2 separate regions of the Danio rerio genome follow, and region 2 is linked to region 1. Evidence: chromatin contacts called from public HiCAR-type data. All regions are on one chromosome and are shown on one strand. Each heading gives the region's core, a stretch centred on a gene start, on an enhancer-like site or on the middle of the called end of the contact. The rest is flanking DNA. Distances are from core to core; before and after follow the strand shown. Region 1 holds the start of irx3a (iroquois homeobox 3a). Region 2 holds the start of irx5a (iroquois homeobox 5a).

Region 1 (5,166 bases), core at 287-2,786:
AGTTCGTCCTGCTCGTCTAAATCGTCCTTATTCTCAATATTCTCCGTGTCGATATTCTCCAAATCGATTTCCTCCTCGTCCTCGCGTTTGTCTCCGTCATCCCCCTCGTGATCGCTGTTGTAAACATTTCCTTCCTCGTCCGTGCGACTCCGTGGGGTCCAGGTCATCTTGTTCTCCTTCTTTAGCCTCCTCCTGGCATTAGCGAACCAGGTGGACACTTGAGTGAGGGTCATTTTAGTGATGATGGCCAGCATGATCTTCTCGCCTTTGGTAGGATATGGGTTTTTCCGGTGCTCGCTTAGCCAGGCCTTAAGCGTGCTGGTGCTCTCTCTGGTGGCATTTTTGGGTCTGGAAGGGTCTCCGAACTGGTACTGACCATATGGATAAAAAGCAGGATGATGATGAGCAAATCCAGGATGCTGGACGCCCGGGCTGTCCTTTAACTCGTACTGTGCTCCCTTAAAAACACAGAACATTGATTCAACATTAGTGCAATTCCCTATCACTATAATTGGCCTGACCTGGATGTATTGTTTAAGAATATGTTAATTCTGTAAATGATTTTGATTCTATGAGAGCAATTAAAAAGAAAAAAAAATAGATAAAAAACATTGGGCTTATGAACTGTATTAAATTATTTAATAACTTGTCAATGCATTTATATAAATTATTTCACACTGACAAGATATTGCATATATCCTATATTAAAATATCAACAATTAAATGCACGTATATACACACACACACACCACACACATGATATTTTAATATGCACATCTAAAGAAGTAGACTAATAAAATAGTATAGCTATTTTAATTGATTGCAATTCATTAACATCACAATAACACGCTTTTCGCTTATTTTTGTTTTGAACAGCTATTATTTATAACTTTTTAAAACTTTTTTGTCTTTACAAAACATAAAAAAAGCAAAGTTCACAATCATTTAGCAAAACAAGCAGTCGGTAACGACTAGTACAGAAACACGAATTGAAGGATTTTGTTAGGTATTAAGCCGTGGCATATATGTTAAACATGTTTTAAACAGTTAATTTTATTTGTGCAATTATAGTAAGATTAAAAAATTACACGAAAATAAAATGATTACTCACCAGTTGGTTGAAAATGGACAGATCATTTGAATAAGGAAGAAAAGCTCCATAGCTTTGTGCGGCTGCGAAAGGTGATCCGTACATAGTAGAGAGAACATTAGAGAGCGCCCCGGACGGGCTCAGGTCTGTCCCGGCTCGGGCACTGCCTATCCCCTGCCTGTCCTGCGAGTATATGGGTCGGATGTACTGATATCCCAGCTGTGGGAAAGACATTGTTGTGGAGAAAGTCTACTGGAGTCACAAAAAGCGGCGAATCGCCCTCTTGGTGCGCACCACGATATCCACTTTACAGTGAGTACAAAGTGTCAGGGAAGTCTATATTTCCTCCGAAAGAGCCAGTGTAAACGATCCGATTGCGCTTTCCTCCCTTACTTCCCTATTGATCTGAATGGACTAAGGTCAGGTCCTTACAGATTGCTTTAGATTATTGGAACTCCTTTTTGTGATTGACATTTTTAGTCGTTCAGAAGCTCCTCCTATTTCTCAAGTCTCACCCCCACTTACACAGCCTCTCTCTTTCTCTCTCTCTCCCTCCCTCCCTCTTTCTCTCCCCCTCTCTCTCTCTCCGCTCCTGCTCTCCGTCTGGATAAGTCCTCTGACGTCGCCATCTCTTATTTGAATGAGTTTCAAATCTCATTTTATGGCTCGCCAATCATTTCATTTGTTATTTGTTCGCGGCTTCAGCCCTTTCCCATTTTTTTGTTACTTCTCAAAAATGTTGATCCACAAAATGGTAAATATTTTATTCTTGAGTCATTAAGATCTAGTGAGATCTAGTGTTTTTCATTTAGTCGCGTCTTCTTCATGCATGTGAAACGAAAAACTTCAAAGTGTAAATCGGAGAGTTCAGACAGAATTTTGTTTGCGCTGACAAAATACTGAAGGAAAACCTTGTACTGTACGAAGAGCGTTTTTAGTTCATCTTACACGGAACAAGCCAGTCGAGGTCCTCTGACGCCTTTAGTGTGTGAACCATCAAAACATTGGCATTTTACCGTTCGCCTTCTGAGTAAGTTGACAACAAACGAAAAGCTTGAAGAGCAGCACATTTATTTTTTATGTACATATTCACTAAATTACAATTTAGTGTGGTGCATTTACATTTTAACTTAATATTATTACTACTCTTATTATTATTATTATTACTATTATTATTACTATTACTATTATTATGTCATGTAAGTAATACAGTTAAACTGTCAGTCTTCTGGGCGTTTTTGATGTATTAAATTATAATCGCAAATGTTTCAATTGCATTCATGTGTAAAATCTTCTGTTCTTAAAAAACATATTTTAAGCGATTAACCTACCGGATTACTCTACAGATCGACAGATATCCACTGAAAAGATCTGATATAATCCGCACCCTTCTGTAAATAATACGGATTAAAACAAGGACGATGATCACGATTGAAATTCCTTGAATCAATATATGAAAATATGCAGGAAACATCCATAATCGTATTATGCCTCTAGTCTAGTGTCATCATATGTCTGCTAATCGTCTTCCAAACAACGGCACCGATTAGTGCTTTAACGAGTTTCATTTATTTGAATATAGGATGACTAAATCTCAATTCAGTAATGAAAGATTAGGGCAAATCAACTTCGGTTTGGATTTACTGAAGTGGTTTCCAAGAACTTAATGTTCCTCTTAAATCTACCATCTGCTTTTAAAGAGATATTGTTAAGGCATCCCATAATATCTGGAATGGCATTTGTATTGGCTCTTCGCTTATTTAGGGACTCCCAGATTTCCATGTTCTCTTTACCACGTGCCTGCTGTTTTGACGTCTAACAATGCAGGAATACGGGGGTTATTAATTAGAACAGCAGTCTGATGCCATTCAGAGCGCATGGTAATAACTACATAACCGTCAATAACACCCACACGGACCTGCAGAGCTAACAAGAGCTCTTAGCCCACCCGGCTGACCCCACAGCACTGCGCCATCTGGGACAATGCAAAGTACAGCTAACGCTCTACGTTTCAAGCAGTCTGCTTTTCCTTTCAGTCATATTTCACGTTGATTTTACCTACACACATTGGCTGTTATTTTGATGCAAAGTAATTGCGCATTTGGTGAAGCATATAGGACGCACGGTGGAAAAGATAAGCGTGCGGCTGGTGTCCGCCCTGCAGCGCTCTGAGTTCGGATGGACACGTGTCTCATCCCGGGACCTGTCAGGGCCTCAAGGTTTGCCTCTGATTTATTGGCCCAATCAAATACACATGCACTAACTTAACACTTTCACACTGACCCAGGAAACTGGCACAGCCATAAAAGCATTAGGACGGGGTTTTCTTCCTGCCTTCTTCTCCCACCTCTTGGAAGCCCCTGTAACGATGCAAATTAAGTGACAAACCATGATAAAACTATACTACTACTACTAATAATTATTAGTTATAATTCTTGCTTTATAATAACAATAAAACCACACAATTAATTTGTATCTATATTATTATTATTTCCATAAACCAATATAAACTGATATAAATAAATATTTAAAATTTTTTTTTACTTTTAGCATGACTTTATTAAACGCAGACCAACATTTCAAAGCTCGGCACTAATATCACGTGTATAAATAGGGCAATCTTGGATGTGTGACTTGAGGGATGATTTCTGTGACTCCTTTACTAGCAATTATGCAGATGACACCATTTCGCATTCTCCAACACGCATCCAAATAAACAAGCAGAGACGTTGCGCTCAAAAGCGTTTCCTTATGCAATACACAAGATGCCTGCGACAGCGCTGATCAAAGACTTCAAACAGGGGCTCTTCAAATTACACCTCTGAATCAGCTCTATAATGCCAAGGCGACAGAAAACAAGTAACACATATCCCATCGCACATGGTCTTTTAAAGGGGCTTTTCTGATCCGATCTGTTAATTGAGGTGACAAAGGATTTAAAAAGAAAACACACTTAATGACCTTTGATGTGTGTGGTGTATTCGACAGGGGGGGAGGAATGAGAAATATGTGTGTGAGAGAGAGTGTCACTGGTGTAAATCTCATTTTCTTTAACAGCTCTGGCAAACAGGATTTTATTTGGTCAGTTCTCAATATGAGTTTAGAAAGGAAATCAGTTTGTAGGTTCTGTAAGAATTTAGCATCAAAATTTTGGTTACACTAAAGGTAATATAACAGCTTTATCTTCATCAGGCTATAGAATAATTACTTGTGCTGCTTGGTCTAAAAATGAATTTCTTGATTTTTAATAAAAACTAGTTCCAAATTATAATATTATATATAATTACGATTTTAATTAAACAGCAATACATTAAAAGTACACACTATACCCACTCTTATTTGATTTTGCGCACTGATGTTGTTTTATTTTCATATTTAAAACCTTGTGTATGTTGAAAATAAATAAATAACTTTATACCGAAGTATAAAATGACTGAGGGAATGTAATGAAATAATTTAAAGGTTTTTAAAAATGAACTCAGGAGCAAGTATACTTCCTGAAGATGTTTAAAGTTTAATTTTTTACTGTTAGCATAATTTGACTAATGTTATTTTAATTAGGTTTCTCCAATCAATCGTGTCTATTAAATAGATAACTTGCACTGGGGGAGAAAGTGACGAGTTTTGAACTGTTCCCTGGGCACACACAGCAATTTGGAGCAAATTAAGAGTAGTCAATGGACTGCAACTTATTAAAACACTTTAACAAATTGTATCAAACACCAAATTCAAACGGCGACGTCTGTTTTAACCCTTCATTAACCAGAGGACCAAAAGCTCCACAGGGCCGATCTTGTTGTCCGACCGAACATCTACAGGTGGTTTAGATTACACATTCTGGCGTCTGTGTACTGTATGGTTTTTCATAACCTTTACGCGCAACGCGAGCGGATTTAGATCATTGCTATTTAAAATAACAAGGGGCATAAATTAAATGAAGTAAAAAGGTCTTCTACCTGTTCTAATCGTATATATGTTTATAGTATATCTAATATAATACCGTGTATAGCCTATGGCAATTCAAACAAAGCACAGGCGAAAAAGGAAGAAAAAACATTTTCCTCAGCATCAACGAC
Region 2 (5,191 bases), core at 2,391-4,890, 330 kb after region 1:
GACTGGGGTGGTAAAGGCTATCATGATGAGAATCAGCAAGTCGATTAAATCTGCTAGAACTCCCTCATGGTATTTTCACACCTGTTCCAGGGGGCAGAAAAAATACCAGAGTAATCATGTTTAAAATAAATGAGCTCCTGCATCAACAATCTAGGTGGTTTCAATAAAAGGTCCTCGGCAAACCTTTAGAGACAACTGACAGATTTAGATTGCTCTTTTAAAGGATCAGCATTGCCCCTTTTGATCTTGTGCCCTACTTACATATTTGAATCATGGTTAGGAGCGCTCCAATACAAGCAGCATTGTTGTGAGTGAACACACTTGTGTATGCAGTCCCTCACATAATCCAGTGTGCATACTGGCAATGTTGCATGAGAAAAAATATATATATATAATTACTATTATTTATCTGAGTTAAGGATGTATTTTATTCTTGGACATTAAATGAATTTAGGCAAAACTATGTAGTCAACTTTGCTTTCACACTCACAATCTGCAAAAGAATCTTGCATTTATATGAGTGGTCTAGGTTTTTTTCTGCATTAACTATCTGCAGTAAAATTGTTTGAAATATCAAAAAGCACAAAATGAACATAAAAATATGGTCTATATTATTATTATTATTATTATTATTATTATTATTATTATTATTATTAGGCTGCTTTGCTGCTTGGGGGATAGGCTTTACTTGTGCACATGTGTTTAATCATTTCATAAAAACGGCAAGGTCAAAAATAAATCACATCCATTATTCGCTACGGATCTCCCCAAAGCATTAGCGGCGGACTGTTTAGAATTTCAATTGGCTTCCAAGTGGCAAAACCCCTTAGCTAATACATCAAAGAATATTTGGCGTCAACTAATCGGTTTAGGGCAGATTTGAAGTGGCTAAAATCCGTTTGAGGGGGACACAGAGAGAGGTAGTGTACACGTTACCGGCTGCCCACTGCTGTCAGGAGAGACACGCCTAACCTTGTGCCTCGAGGAAACCTGTCCTGCACTTCGCGTTAACTAACTTTGTTTAACCAGCCCATTCTGCGCGCGAACGCGAGAAGCAATTAGTCTGCTACAATAGATAATGCTTTCTAATAATAGTTTCTAAATCCAAATTAAATTACGTCGTTTCCCTCAGGCATTTTGGTGGAAAAGCACCACTTGAAATAGGCTATACCTCCCCCCCCACCACCACTTTTTTGTCGTCCCCGTTATATTTCGTTTGACATATTGCACTATTGTGCGATGATTCAGACTCATGCATATCTGCACGCCTTATTACAAACATGCATAATTGGAAACATAAGCGTCCGTCTTAAAACAAGCAAAGAGAATAACTTGCACATCACAGAGAGCGCGTATCCTAACATAAGCCTACACCTCCCCTTGCCGTCCAGTCTGGGAGTTCACGGGAGCAGTTCGGGAAAATAAGGCTGCAACTATTTCCCACTATGTCCCCCTTTTTACACATCAAAAGCGCAGTGTTCAACTATTCGTTCACTTTCGAAATTTGTTTAAGGAGGCTATTATAAGGAGAATGTCATTTAGTTAAATAAGTAGTTTCCTACCTTTCTGCCAGCGCGTGTGGAGTGTGACTACTCCCTGCTGCATTTCTATTTCCATGCTTTCTTTCATTCACCCCTCCACTATCGCTAAACAGGCTGCTTATCGAATCCTATTGGTGAAGAGGAACTCATTACTGCCGATAATACTCTATCAATGAATATTGACGTCATTTAAATGCTACTCCTGGGTATCCTTGGATACCGATACACTATTTAAAGGTGACTGTGCAATGGACACATCCACTGTGCTTCAGTAAATGAAAGAAAGAAAGAAAGAAAGAAAGAAAGAAAGAAAGAAAGAATAATGTTTTTTATATTTAAAGATAAATAAATACAAGGTATATGGAGTTTTATAATAATTAATTGTTATAAAAGCGATCATTATTTAATTTCAGCATTACAATATGTCGAAAAATAACCCATATCCTTCTTGTTCCTCAAATGAATTTTAGTAATGTATATGCACTCGCGGGTGGTGCAGATACAACACAAACATATTCAATATCGCAGTCGACAACGCGGAGTTTCGCACTTCTCCAGTTTGTTTTGCTTTGAACTTAACATTTGTCCACTGAGTTTGAGCGTCATCATTCTTCACTCTTGAGAGAGCAGTAGCACGTGACCTCATGCACACACTCTGTAGAAGCGCCTACAGCGATCCCTTTCGGCTCACAAAGACTTTAACAAGTGAGCCAGATCATTGACTTTACTTATTTGTTTAGATTAAGCTTTTTATTATTATTTATGATTAGTATTGTATGCATTCACCGGCTTACCTGGCAATAGGGGAAATATATGGTAAATAATGCTAAATTAATAATGCAACTTTGTGGCCAATTTCACCACTTGTGTGAATGCTTGTGTACGGCATTTAAATTAAGAAAATAATGATGAACATGGCATTCAATTCAGCTTGCTCTTTTATTAAGTTTCTCAGTTATGTTTATTTGTTGATTATCGGATTAGTACAAAATGCATTTTAGCTACCTAAACTAATATATCTCCATTGTTAACATGGACGCACACAATTTAGTTTGACGGCAAACAGAATAAAATGCACGAAGAGATCTTCCACCGCAGAGGAATATATCTGTTTGAATCAAAGGGGCTTAGAGCCCCTGGTCGTGGTGGATTTGCCGTGGTTCATATGGTCTTAATCTGTCTGCGCTTGGGGCTTTGGTGTAAAGGAGAAGAAGATCTGGTTTGTTCCGGGATCTAAGGCGAAAACTGTCCAGCGGACAAATCAGTTAACACCTGTCAAAAGTTACTTCTTCACTTTCTTACCGCTGAGAATTGATCTAAGCGCGCATGCAGTCTTTGTTAACAGCTTTGTTTCTGTAAAAAGAAAACACATAGCGATATGTTTATAGGGTAAAATTAAGCAATATAATCTCCCTCTCCAAAAAGTCTCCATAATTTACAAAACCAAAGAACACAACGTCAAAACCTGCCCGCGTTCAGCTGACACGACGGCTCGATGCATTACCGACTGTCGCGTCTTCTTAGTAAAATTATAGATATCTACACGCGTCAAACAAGCGCACAATGAACGCTCAGAACCGAGCTGGGTGAAGAGCTGCAAACAGTACTTGTAGCGTCTCCTGTTGTATCTGGCAAGCCGTCCCAGGAAGATAACAGTCCATTTGGTATTAATCGTGTGAAAATGAAAGCTTCGTCTATTTAGAAAATGAGGAAAGTTGAAGTTGATGCACTGGCTCGCATGAGACCGCCATCCAGGGGCTGTAGCTGCTCAGTCTAAGGCAATGAGGCTTGTTAGAGACAAAAATAGGGGGATAGCGGGGGAGATTGTTAGTGAGTGCCAGGGTACGAATGCTGTGTGTGTGTGTGTGTGTGTGTGTGTGTGAGTGAGAGAGAGAGAGAGAGAGAGAGAGAGAGAGAGAGAGAGAGAGAGAGAGAGAGAGAGAGAATCGATTCAGGCTGGGCTGCTGTAACCCAGCTCCAGTTTGCCTTTTCTTTCGATGACTACACCCCGAGAGGAGGAGCGAGAGGCTCATAGTAGGCGTCAGAATCCTCAGTTTTCAACTTAGCATCCTGGCAGGACACTCTCCGAAGCAAAGCCCCATCTGAGAGCAAAAAACTTGTCCCGCGCGCTCGGCATGAGAGTCACAGAGCGCTCAGAGGGTGAGAGAGCGCCTCGAAAATCCGCGAGCGAGTCTGACAACGACTGATTAACGAGTGTGAAGTCTATGCAATCGTCGTTCTCTTTAATTTCCATCACTGCTAGACGCGAGGAGGACAGGACGGAGGTCTGTTTACTCGGAACTCTATGAGCGAGCGCGGCGAGCGCGTGAGAGTTTGAGGGAGAAGAACTCAAGTGAGAAGCTTATATTTGGATCTTCACCATGGCGTACCCTCAGGGCTACTTGTATCAGCCATCCGCCTCTTTGGCACTCTATTCGTGTCCTGCCTACAGTACAAGCGTGATTTCGGGACCCCGGACAGAGGAGCTAGGGAGATCTTCCTCTGGCTCTGCTTTCGCTCCCTATGCCGGATCTACAGCGTTCACCAGCGCCTCGCCAGGCTACAATTCCCATCTCCCGTACAGTGCTGATGCGGCCGCCGCTGCTACTTTCACCTCTTATGTGGTGAGTGCGCTTTTTACTCTCTTGTTTAGTTTCTACTTCTGGAAAGTTGGCAAAATACATTTTTACGCTTCGTTGTTATTGATATTGTGCTGCACTAATCATTTGCGCAACATTTGCGGTTTTAGCAATCAAATATGCATTCGCGGAATGTGGCTGGGTTTCATGTCACTTTAAATCATAATGTAGTAAAATATTATTATTATTATTATTATTATTATTATTATTATTATTATTATTAATAATAATAATAAAGTGAAAAAACAAATTGTTTTCAAATAAACATTTGATAAAGTGCACGAGGATATTTTATTGAAAACAAATGCAAAGTATTAAATGCAAACAGAAAAAAACACGCACACATAATTTAAATTATTTACTGAAGGCAAAAGAACAACCATTTAACAATTGATGTTATTTATGTTGTCATTTGTGACAACGTGATTTCTTCAACTATTTGGTCTGTGATGAATATTTCTGATATCAAAGAGAATAAATTATCAGTTGTTCCAATTTGTCTCAGGCGTGTATTTAGTCAAATAAGCTACTTAAAGGAAACATGTTTTACCGGCTATTTAAATGTGGGTTGCGCACACGTAGGCCAGCTCTGGTCAACACGCTGTCAGATGACCCTACATAAAGCTGTAACTTCTAATTAGCTGGCTAATCTGAAAATAAACATAGTCAAAAGTCAGTAAAGCTGTCGAAATGAGATTTATGATCATTAACAAAGAAGGGGGATTTGGAAAGAAAGTTGTAAAAATGTATTTTACAGTCATTCTTTTTGGGTGAAATGAGGCATCTAGCCAAAATTAAACGATAAAATACGTGACCCCGCGGCCTTGTACTTACAATTTCGATTAATTAGACGTAAAGTGTGTACATGTGGCATGCATGTGTGTGTGCGTAAGTGTGTGTGTTTGTTTATGCTGGCTTTTGAGTGTTTGTGTAAGCGATTTGAAAGCAATCCTGCATTGTGCGCAGGTGTCCAAAGTGATATTTTGCTAATGAAACAATTGGTTTGGCTCT

The links. HiCAR-type assays count read pairs that join an accessible place to other places.
Region 2: a HiCAR-type map of caudal fin shows a contact between it and region 1, with 16 times the contacts expected there. The contact joins the promoter of irx5a here to the promoter of irx3a in region 1. A contact is called at or near these places in 11 of 18 Hi-C or Micro-C datasets (caudal fin, embryo, fibroblasts and 2 more) and 3 of 4 datasets of contacts at active chromatin or transcription factors (caudal fin, embryo and gastrula embryo).

What each region holds. Positions count from the first base shown.
Region 1 is chr7:36,146,895-36,152,060 of GRCz12tu, reverse strand. It overlaps irx3a (iroquois homeobox 3a), which reads right to left and starts at 1,536. Exons shown (of 4, transcript NM_001320125.1): 1 at 1,112-1,536; 2 at 1-458. The coding sequence starts at 1,324. All of the region lies in intron 7 of LOC141375396 (a long non-coding RNA gene), which reads right to left. LOC141375397 (a long non-coding RNA gene) reads right to left here. Exons shown (of 3, transcript XR_012383392.1): 3 at 3,374-3,450.
Region 2 is chr7:35,819,969-35,825,159 of GRCz12tu, reverse strand. irx5a (iroquois homeobox 5a) reads left to right here and starts at 3,640. Exons shown (of 3, transcript NM_001045227.1): 1 at 3,640-4,165. The coding sequence starts at 3,923.